2 separate regions of the Capsicum annuum genome follow, and region 1 is linked to region 2. A link is a contact called in public Hi-C data. All regions are on one chromosome and are shown on one strand. The core of a region is the stretch at or near the end of the contact, and the rest is flanking DNA. Distances in the headings are between cores, read along the strand shown.

The links. A called contact is a pair of places that touch in the nucleus more often than the background predicts.
Region 1: a Hi-C map of placenta shows a contact between it and region 2, with 2.6 times the contacts expected there. The contact joins the enhancer-like site here to the promoter of LOC107870646 in region 2. A contact is called at or near these places in 2 of 5 Hi-C or Micro-C datasets (leaf and placenta).

What each region holds. Positions count from the first base shown.
Region 1 is chr5:33,831,605-33,836,156 of UCD10Xv1.1, forward strand. LOC107870673 (a long non-coding RNA gene) reads right to left here. Exons shown (of 5, transcript XR_001674258.2): 2 at 676-760; 3 at 438-588; 4 at 1-211. Among protein-coding and RNA genes, the nearest start is that of LOC107870673, 3.8 kb to the right of the region's middle. Within about 2 kb of position 2,382, at least 1 of the 5 cell types and tissues checked has an H3K27ac peak or open chromatin away from gene starts, as enhancers often do.
Region 2 is chr5:33,435,214-33,439,379 of UCD10Xv1.1, forward strand. It overlaps LOC107870646 (putative 1-phosphatidylinositol-3-phosphate 5-kinase FAB1C), which reads right to left and starts at 1,254. Exons shown (of 11, transcript XM_016717237.2): 1 at 1-1,254. The coding sequence starts at 112.

The sequences.
Region 1 (4,552 bases), core at 1,132-3,631, 400 kb after region 2:
TATCGAGAAAGCCTTTCAATACATTTTCAATCTTGAGCACACAGAGAAGCAACCCCCTACTGATGGGTCCTTAGCATATTGACTCCTAATTAATTTCTGATCACCAACATATTCCCTACTTAATTGAACTTTTCTGCTTGGCTTTCTTTTTCCCATAACTCTTGCACCTGCATTCTCTATACTTTCCATAACATGCTCCTTTTATAACCTCCTAGGAGATGAAATAAGGACAATAACTCCTTCAATTCAGGCTTTAAGGCGTTTATGATAGAATTATTCGTCTTATATGAATAAGGCACAAAGAATTTCATGTAGTCCTCATTCATCTCACGAATTGTAGGAACAATGTATGGATGCAAAATCTATAAATATCTAAAATATTAGCGTGCAATTTAAACATTTGAAAAAAATAATTAATCACTAGTCAAATTTCATACCTCTTAAGCTCCCAACTTGTTGAAAGGATCACCTTTGATAAATCGATTGATTTTGATAATGTGTCATCTTAGGATCCTTGGGATAGATCGAGAAGCTTTCTGATTTGCCTCTATTTCCTCTAATTGAAGGAAAAGCTTCATATATTCAGACCTGCAATCACACAAATAAATTAAAAGAGGAGCAAATAAATAGAATAAAATCTTATATTCTACTAAGCTATTGATTTATACTAATTACCATAAACGTCCAAGGAAAGTCATACAGCGCATAGAATATATTCCTCTTCTCTTTAGATGTAGTGTGCTGCTTGAGCATATCGATCCTGTTCTTGAGGCAATTTAAAGTCAGTTCAAAGATTATCTTCCTTCATTGATACTTCTCGAAGAAATTCAATGAATCTGCTATTTTAACAAAATTTGTGTCTATCTTGGACCCGTCCCTAGCAAGCAAAATGGTATGACATTTCAAACTTGTCTTCCTCATTCAACCTAATCTATCTAACAAGCGACATCAACCTATCTCTCGTTACCTTCTTTTCATGACTAATATTTCTGCAAAAGGCTTCACTTTTTGCGTAGATTCTTTTCAATTTTTCTTTAGGGAACTGGGATCAACAACTTAAATCTGTTATCAATGTAAACTCTTTCAAGCCAAAACACACTAGCTTGTCATTAACTAAAAATCACATGTCATGCTTCTTTACTTCTGTAACACAATGGAGTAGAAAGTAATGTACCATCTAACCACTAAATTTATTGAAATTTTCTTACCAAAACAGAATTTCTTAAACCTTTTCTTTAAAATTTTATCAAATAAACTTCTCTTTAACTCCATAAGTAACGACAAACTAGACCTTACTGAAATTTTTGCAAGAAAACTTTCTATTTTACAATGTTAAGCAGTTAGGTCATATTTATCAACATCAATTTGCTTTTCACGATAAGGCAAGAATAGGGGATCATCATCTATATTTTTTGAAAATGTCAAGTCTGCATCATACTATCCAGAACCATTTTAATCTCCTTTAACAACATACTCGTTGTTTTATTCCTTTTCAGATTTATCAAAGGAAAGACAAATTATTTGTAAGAAATTGATTTTCAACTTCTCAAATTATTTCAAAACTTAGAAAAATGTCAAAATAATTTAAGAAAAATTACAGAGTCGCCACTTAATTTTTATAGAAAAAATCAAGAAAACTTAAATGAATTCTAATGGTTCAAAAATAGAAATAAACCTTTTAAAATTAGATAAAATTGGCAATGATTCAATTAACGTCCTAAGAAAGGTTTTAAGGCACTTAAGAACGTCCGTCTTAAAAAGATTAACCAAAATATTTCGACTAACTCAAAAGGCTAACTTTGTAACAATGTCAATTTTCATATAAAATATCAAACTTGAATCAAGCGATTTTAAAAATCATTTTATTTCGTCAAGTTTTTAAGATCAAGAGAATTTGAAACAAAATTTTATTTTTAAGAATATAATTTCAATGAAAATAATAATTTATTTCATTTTAAGGGAGATTATTGCTTTTAAGGAAAATCTAATTTTTTTCATGGTCAATGTTAATTTAAAATCTTAAAATAATAGATTTTAAGAGAAATTATTAAGTAAGAAATATTTAATCGATTATGGGAGAGTCTAAACTTTTCGATTTAATAAAACCTAATTCTTTTCATGCTTGAGAAAATTCTTTTTAACCTAAACACGATTAATTATTATTTCAACAAAATAAAAGTCGAACAACAACAACAATAGCAACAATAAGTTAAATGTATAATTAAAGAGAGAAGAGTGAGAATTGGCCCCTTTTTGGCCCATTAAAAATCTGTCCAATTTTGGACAAATTCCATGGACTTTAGCCCTTTTTTTGCCCCTGTATATCTATATCTGCTGTATATCAGCAGCTTATTCCCTGCATTTTTGTGTATACTGCTGCATATACGATGTATATCAGTGCGGTAAGCTGCATATTTTGACTCTATTTTTCATCATAGACCATGGTACAACGTGCAGCTGCTGCCTCCTAATGTATATCCGCTGTATACAATTGTATGCCAGCTTGTTTGTGCATATATAAATCGATTTGTGAATTCGGTTGAGGCTTTGACTAGTGGAGGTTGGGCTTAACCCAATGAAATGTGATAGATAAGAGTCCGATGGACTCGGGGAGGAGATTCATGCATAATAAAAGAAATGAACGAGTACCGTTTCAATTAATCAACCAATGATATTCAATAAGTTAATTTCTAAAATCAAACTTAAACGGACTATCGGGTAAGTTCAAATTTGGAGTTATCACCTAATCCAATTAATTTGGATATCAAATAAAATTCCAGAATACAATGGAACGAATAAGAATACTTGGCATACCAATTAAATAAGGTAACATTTAGATCCTCTAACCAGCACATATGCGACTTAATACGTACAACTACGAGGTAAAAACTTTAATTAGCAAACTGATATACAGAGGCGGATCTACAGCGGTTCACGGGTGGCATGGCACCCGCAAACTTCGATTGGATAACTGTATGTGTATATATATATATATATTGAATAAAACGGGTATATTATTTAAGTGTCACCCGGTGCAGCAGTTGAGGAAGTAGTGTCAGTGGCAAACACGTTGAAATTTCACGTAGCATACCAGAATTCAAGTCCAGACGTCAGCAGTATTTTGTTACTTTTTGTCCGTTATTCTATTTTCTATAAGTTTTTTCCTCTTGACTTAGTCTTTGTTTAACTCCTTTGTTTGGGTAATCTTTGTTTAAGAGTTTTTAACTTGTGTAGAACATAATTGAAGATTCCTTCTTCCTTCAAATTTATAGTTAACCTCTCCTCGTAAATCATAATAATGATGCTTGACATGATGTTATAATTTCTTAACAATATAATTGGAAATATCCATTGAATGTTTGCAACTATTTTGTACTTTCACGCTGACTGATAAGTTGAATTTAACTCTTGTTTACACAATTTATAGTAATAACAACAGCAACGACAACAAACCCAATATATTCCCACATAGTGGGGTCCGAGGAGCGTAAAATGTATGCAGTCCATACACTACCTCCGGAGAAGTAGAAAAGTTGTTTTCGATAGTATTTATAAGAATAATCACATTTTTATTATTTGACCTATTTGTCTGTACAAATTCAAATCGAAACCCAAAGTCTATAAAATCGACAAAATATTTATCTTATTTTGGACAGCATAAATAGCAAAACATAAAGCAAAAAATTAACTGATTTTCAGCTGAATACGTAAAAATTAGGTTCTTCGATAATGTTTCAATGAAATTTTCCTTCAAAAATCTCTTACTAACAAGCCAAATTCCAGTGGGACGCCCATAAAAATTATCTTTTTTGAGTAGTAGCTTTAACGTTAAAAGTGACATGGCAACCGCAACCTCGAAATCCTAGATCCGAAAATATGTTTTTACTTTCTTGTCATGCTACAAAAGATATCAAATAGTAACATAAAAGCACCCATAAGGCCATGACAGGGATGTATTATGGAGACCAACAGTAAAGAAATATAGTCATGGCAAGCAAAAGGAAAAAAAACTGATGGACCTATTAGAGTTAACGGACATGGATTAGTTGTAACACACATTGAAAGCGAAAAATCATCGGAGCTTCAAAAATGACCGATTATGCTATCACCTTATCAACAATAGATGGCATTAAATGGGTGGAACAGGCAGTGAGTTATGTTATTACTTATTCAAATGATGAAAATTGAAGCAAACAACTTGTAACACCACGGTAAATGCCCAGATTACCATTTTACAATTTTTGATATGAAAAATAAGACAAACAAATTATTCTTAAGGATAAAGAAATTAAGTTCTCAAACATTGTTTGACACCCAAGAGTTTAGGAAGAAATGATGCCATCTAGGTATGTAAAACAGTACTCGATTTCACCATATTTTGGGTATGCAATGGGAATATGCATATCAAATAATACATTGAGAGGGGAAAATTTTGCGGGTGACTTTAGTCTGTGTTTCTCGGACATGCTACTTCTTTTCAACTTATTGATATTTTAAACAAACACACACACGTATTTCCCTATGAAAACAATTTTAGACTAACACACAGTAT
Region 2 (4,166 bases), core at 4-2,503:
AAGTTGGACCACTCGTTCCCCACGAAATCCAAGATTTAACTTTCGCAATCAAATCAAGAATTGAACTTTTAGATACTCCCATAGACTGGCAACAAACAACCCCACCAAGCATGATAACCAATTCTACCTCAAACTGATTAAAGTTTATGACTTTTTCTCCTAATCTGTCTATATCTAAACACAATGGAAACTATTAAAACCCACAACAAAAATGGTGGATTCTTCTTTTTCCTTTCTGCAATTTACAGTTGGTAATTTTATTTTTTTTTCCCCCAAAAAATCACTAAATACTGGGGAGGGGGAAAACAGATGACAGTAATTTAGTCAAACCAAGTCTTTTGGTACGTACACCAATGGCATGGACTAGGAAGTATAAAATCTTGAACAAATAAGGAGTAAAATTAAAGTGCTTTTGACCAAACTAAAGACACAAAGCTCAACCAATCCCAGAATCTTCAACAATAGTTCCCAATATCCAATTTTTCATTGGAAAAAAAACACAAAATTCAAAACTTGGTACCCGAATAAAACAGTTAAACTTACCAAAAACTCGAAGAAGAAAAAAAGCCCACTTCAAAAAAAACACAAAATCAAGAACTAGATACTCAAATAAAACAGTTAAAACTTACCAAAAAACAAAGAACGCCTTCAAGCAACACAAAATCAAGAACTTGGCACTCAAATAAAAACAGTTAACACTAACTAAAAACTCCAAGAAAAAAATAACCCCACTTCAAGAAACACAAAATCAAGAACTTGGCACTCACACAAAACAGTTAAAACTAACCAAAAAAAAAAAAAACACTTCAAGAAAAGTGTCAAACAAAAGAATCCAGATCAAGCAAACACACACACAAAAAAAAAAAAGTTGATTGTTAAATGATTTAAAGAACAAAGAGAACAAAAATGAAAAGGAGAAAAAGGAAGAGTATAGTGGCTCTAATCTCCATAAACATTATAAGCATAATCTGCTTCTTCAACAACAACAATATTTTATCTCTCTTTCCCATTTTATCTGGCATGGCTTTTGCTTTCAATTTCATTTTTCACTTCTAAAACTAACATTAAAATAATTCAATTAAATACACTTTGTAGTATTTTGTATAACATGCAACTCAACCAAATAGATATCCACAATACAATACTGCTAGTGGTATATATATATATTTCTCTCACTTTGCTTTCTATCACTATCCACTTTTTCTTTCTTAAGGTTTTGTGTAAGAAAATGACACCCTTTTTGAACTTGTGTGAAAAAAAATTCTTGGTTATTTAACTGGTTTTTTTTGGTCTGGTTTTTGGTTTGGTTGGTATTATTTAAATGTTTTCTTTTTTCTTTGTTAATACATTAAATTCTTTCAAACCGTTTACTGTTCTATATTCTTTTCTCACTCATTGGCTAGGATTGGAATTTAGAGCTCCTTTGCATTTGTTATTACAAAACGGCTTATTTGAGAGGTTTTTATAAAATGATTTTTTAAAAAAGTACTTTTAGAAAAAAAAAAATTGTATTTGGTAATTTCATTTGAAAAGTACTTTTAATAATCAAATTGTATTTGAATAATCTTTTTCAAGAAGTATTTTTTTGAGACAAATGACCAAAAAGAACATCTATCAATTGACTTTTATTACTAAAATTAATTTATAGAGAAAAATTACTTTAAATATCTATTATAATATTTTAATTAAATTTTTTAATTTAATTAAATAGTACGTACTCTAAAATTTTCAATCAATATTTATATATATAAATATATTAAAAAATTAAATGGTGATATATTACTTAAATAATTTTAATATTACTTAAAACATCAAACAAAAATAAATACAGAAGTTATTTCATGAATTAAATCACTATATATGAAAAATTAACGACAAAAATAACTAGCCCTTCATACATCACAAAAATTCTCAACGATTTTTTCCCTAATTTTATCACGCAATGTCTCCATACTTGTAGAACATCTGTCTTGTATTTCTGAAGGTATGCCAAAAGGTTGATCTGCTTCTTTGAAATATGAAATATAAATTCTTAAAAATCAAACGTTAATCAAACTTTTAAGATATGTTAGTTAATAAGGTCTCTGTGTGTGTATATATATATTTGTGTGTGATAGGGATATTTTTGTCATAAAAAATTAATTTTTTGCTTCTGCTTATTTTGAGAAGCAGAAGTTTTCTGCTTCTTCCCAGAAGCAAAAAAAATGTTTCTTCTTATTTTTAAAATCACTTTTGCAAGTTTAACAAATACCCTTCTTTTTTAAAAAAAAAGTATTTTTTTCTCAAAATAAGTGCTTATTTGATTATTATTAAGCTATAGTGTTAAATTTTTGTTCCCATTGATCTTATTGGGTGTGTCGTGTGCAAATTAAATGTCACAATTGAAGACTAGGCTCTAAACGTTGCAGACATTCGACACCACTGAAGTTTTGAAAAGACCTCTTAACATTCATCATGAGCATCATAATATAATTTGCAAAATAAAACGAAAGAAGAATATAAGAATCTGGATGCAAATCACTAATCATCTTAACAATCTCAAAGAAAACACAATATGAGATACTGAAATTTCTATTCAACATCGACCTTTGTCTAAGAAACCTTTAAACATAATAAATTGTCCAAACTGGACAAGGTCCTGACAACGCCATGAAGAAAAATACCGAAACTCTGAATACAAGCAATCTTCCGAAGAATGGAGGACTCACCAACTTTAAAGTTGTCCTAATGATCCTAACATTGTACAGAACCATGGGAATATGTCTCCGAACCTATATTATAAAATAAGGTAACGCCCGAAGACGATCAATACGTGGAATGTATTGATATGCAAAACTGAAAAATAATAAAATAGCTCTATACAAAATAATCATGAGAATAGAAGTCAAGTTATAAAGGATGTAAATAGAGACTTTGAGTGAAGCTGAAAGATAAACACAGTTTCTTTCAATAGTTCTAAGATAAATGGTATCACCAGCATCTCTTTACACTATGGGCTATGTGTGTCCGACCATTACTCGATCAATAAAGCCTTCAATCCATATTTGACACATAAACTGAGGCATATATCATATCATATACCGCATACTACTGAGCGAATCAAGCATATAGTGGCTATCCATATTTCACGATAAATTCATTCCTGTGTTAGCAAAACATGACTTTGGATAATGAGTCTTTCAGACTCATACCTTCTCGATTAACCATCTAATTCTCTTTAAGTCTGTCTTTTAGCCTTTTTAAATCGTAAAAATCATTCTTTACAGACATTTCATACTCTTAGGGCATTTATTAAATTGGTATCACCATATCAAAGCTTGCAAGTCAAACATGTCATCCTCTTGTAATAATCATATTCACTAGAAGGCTTTGCATAAAAGATCATTTTAGGCTCACATTAAACTCTTTTTGAAATGTATTTAAAGATTAAGACAACATAGCTTGTTCAAGATCTTTATAAAGCACTAAACGTAAATCACTTCCTCAAACAACCATATATTTATAGTAGTAATAAAGATAAGTTCAGAATCCACGTAATAATCTCCAACTCCACTTAGATATATACAATTAAAAATAATTTTAAATGAAGAAAAGTATTTTCAAGACCCAAATCTTTCGTTTATCATGCAATAATTCTCAATCTTAATTTAAAAACATTATTTATACATAAATAAGGTTTTAAAAAAATATACTTTTGAAATCAATTTAAAGAGGGTCGTTCTACATACTTTTGACGGAGGATTTGTAAAATAAACCTTGAAATATGACCTTAGAATTAGCTTATGGAACCTTGAATTTTTTTGGACTTAGAAAGGATTATAGGTGGTATTTTGGTTCATTTAGGGCAAATAGGAAAGTAGAGATATTTTAGAATGTTAGGAGAAGTTTTCCATAATATAAAAAGACCAAAACACTCTTAAAATAGTGAATAAAACAAAGTCTCATCAGATGAGTGCGCGTGATGGGGGGGTTGTGGCGCACACCCATAGCATGGCGCTCCCTGATGCAGTGCATAGGCCACGGCGGAGGTGAACCAATGAGTTCCCCTGCTTGGTTGTGTGGTGTGAATGCCAAAGCTTAGTCTCCTATGACACGATGCATGGGTCTATTATCACAAATAAATCTTTCTTAACATTTACGAACTCATCCTAAATAATGTATACTCG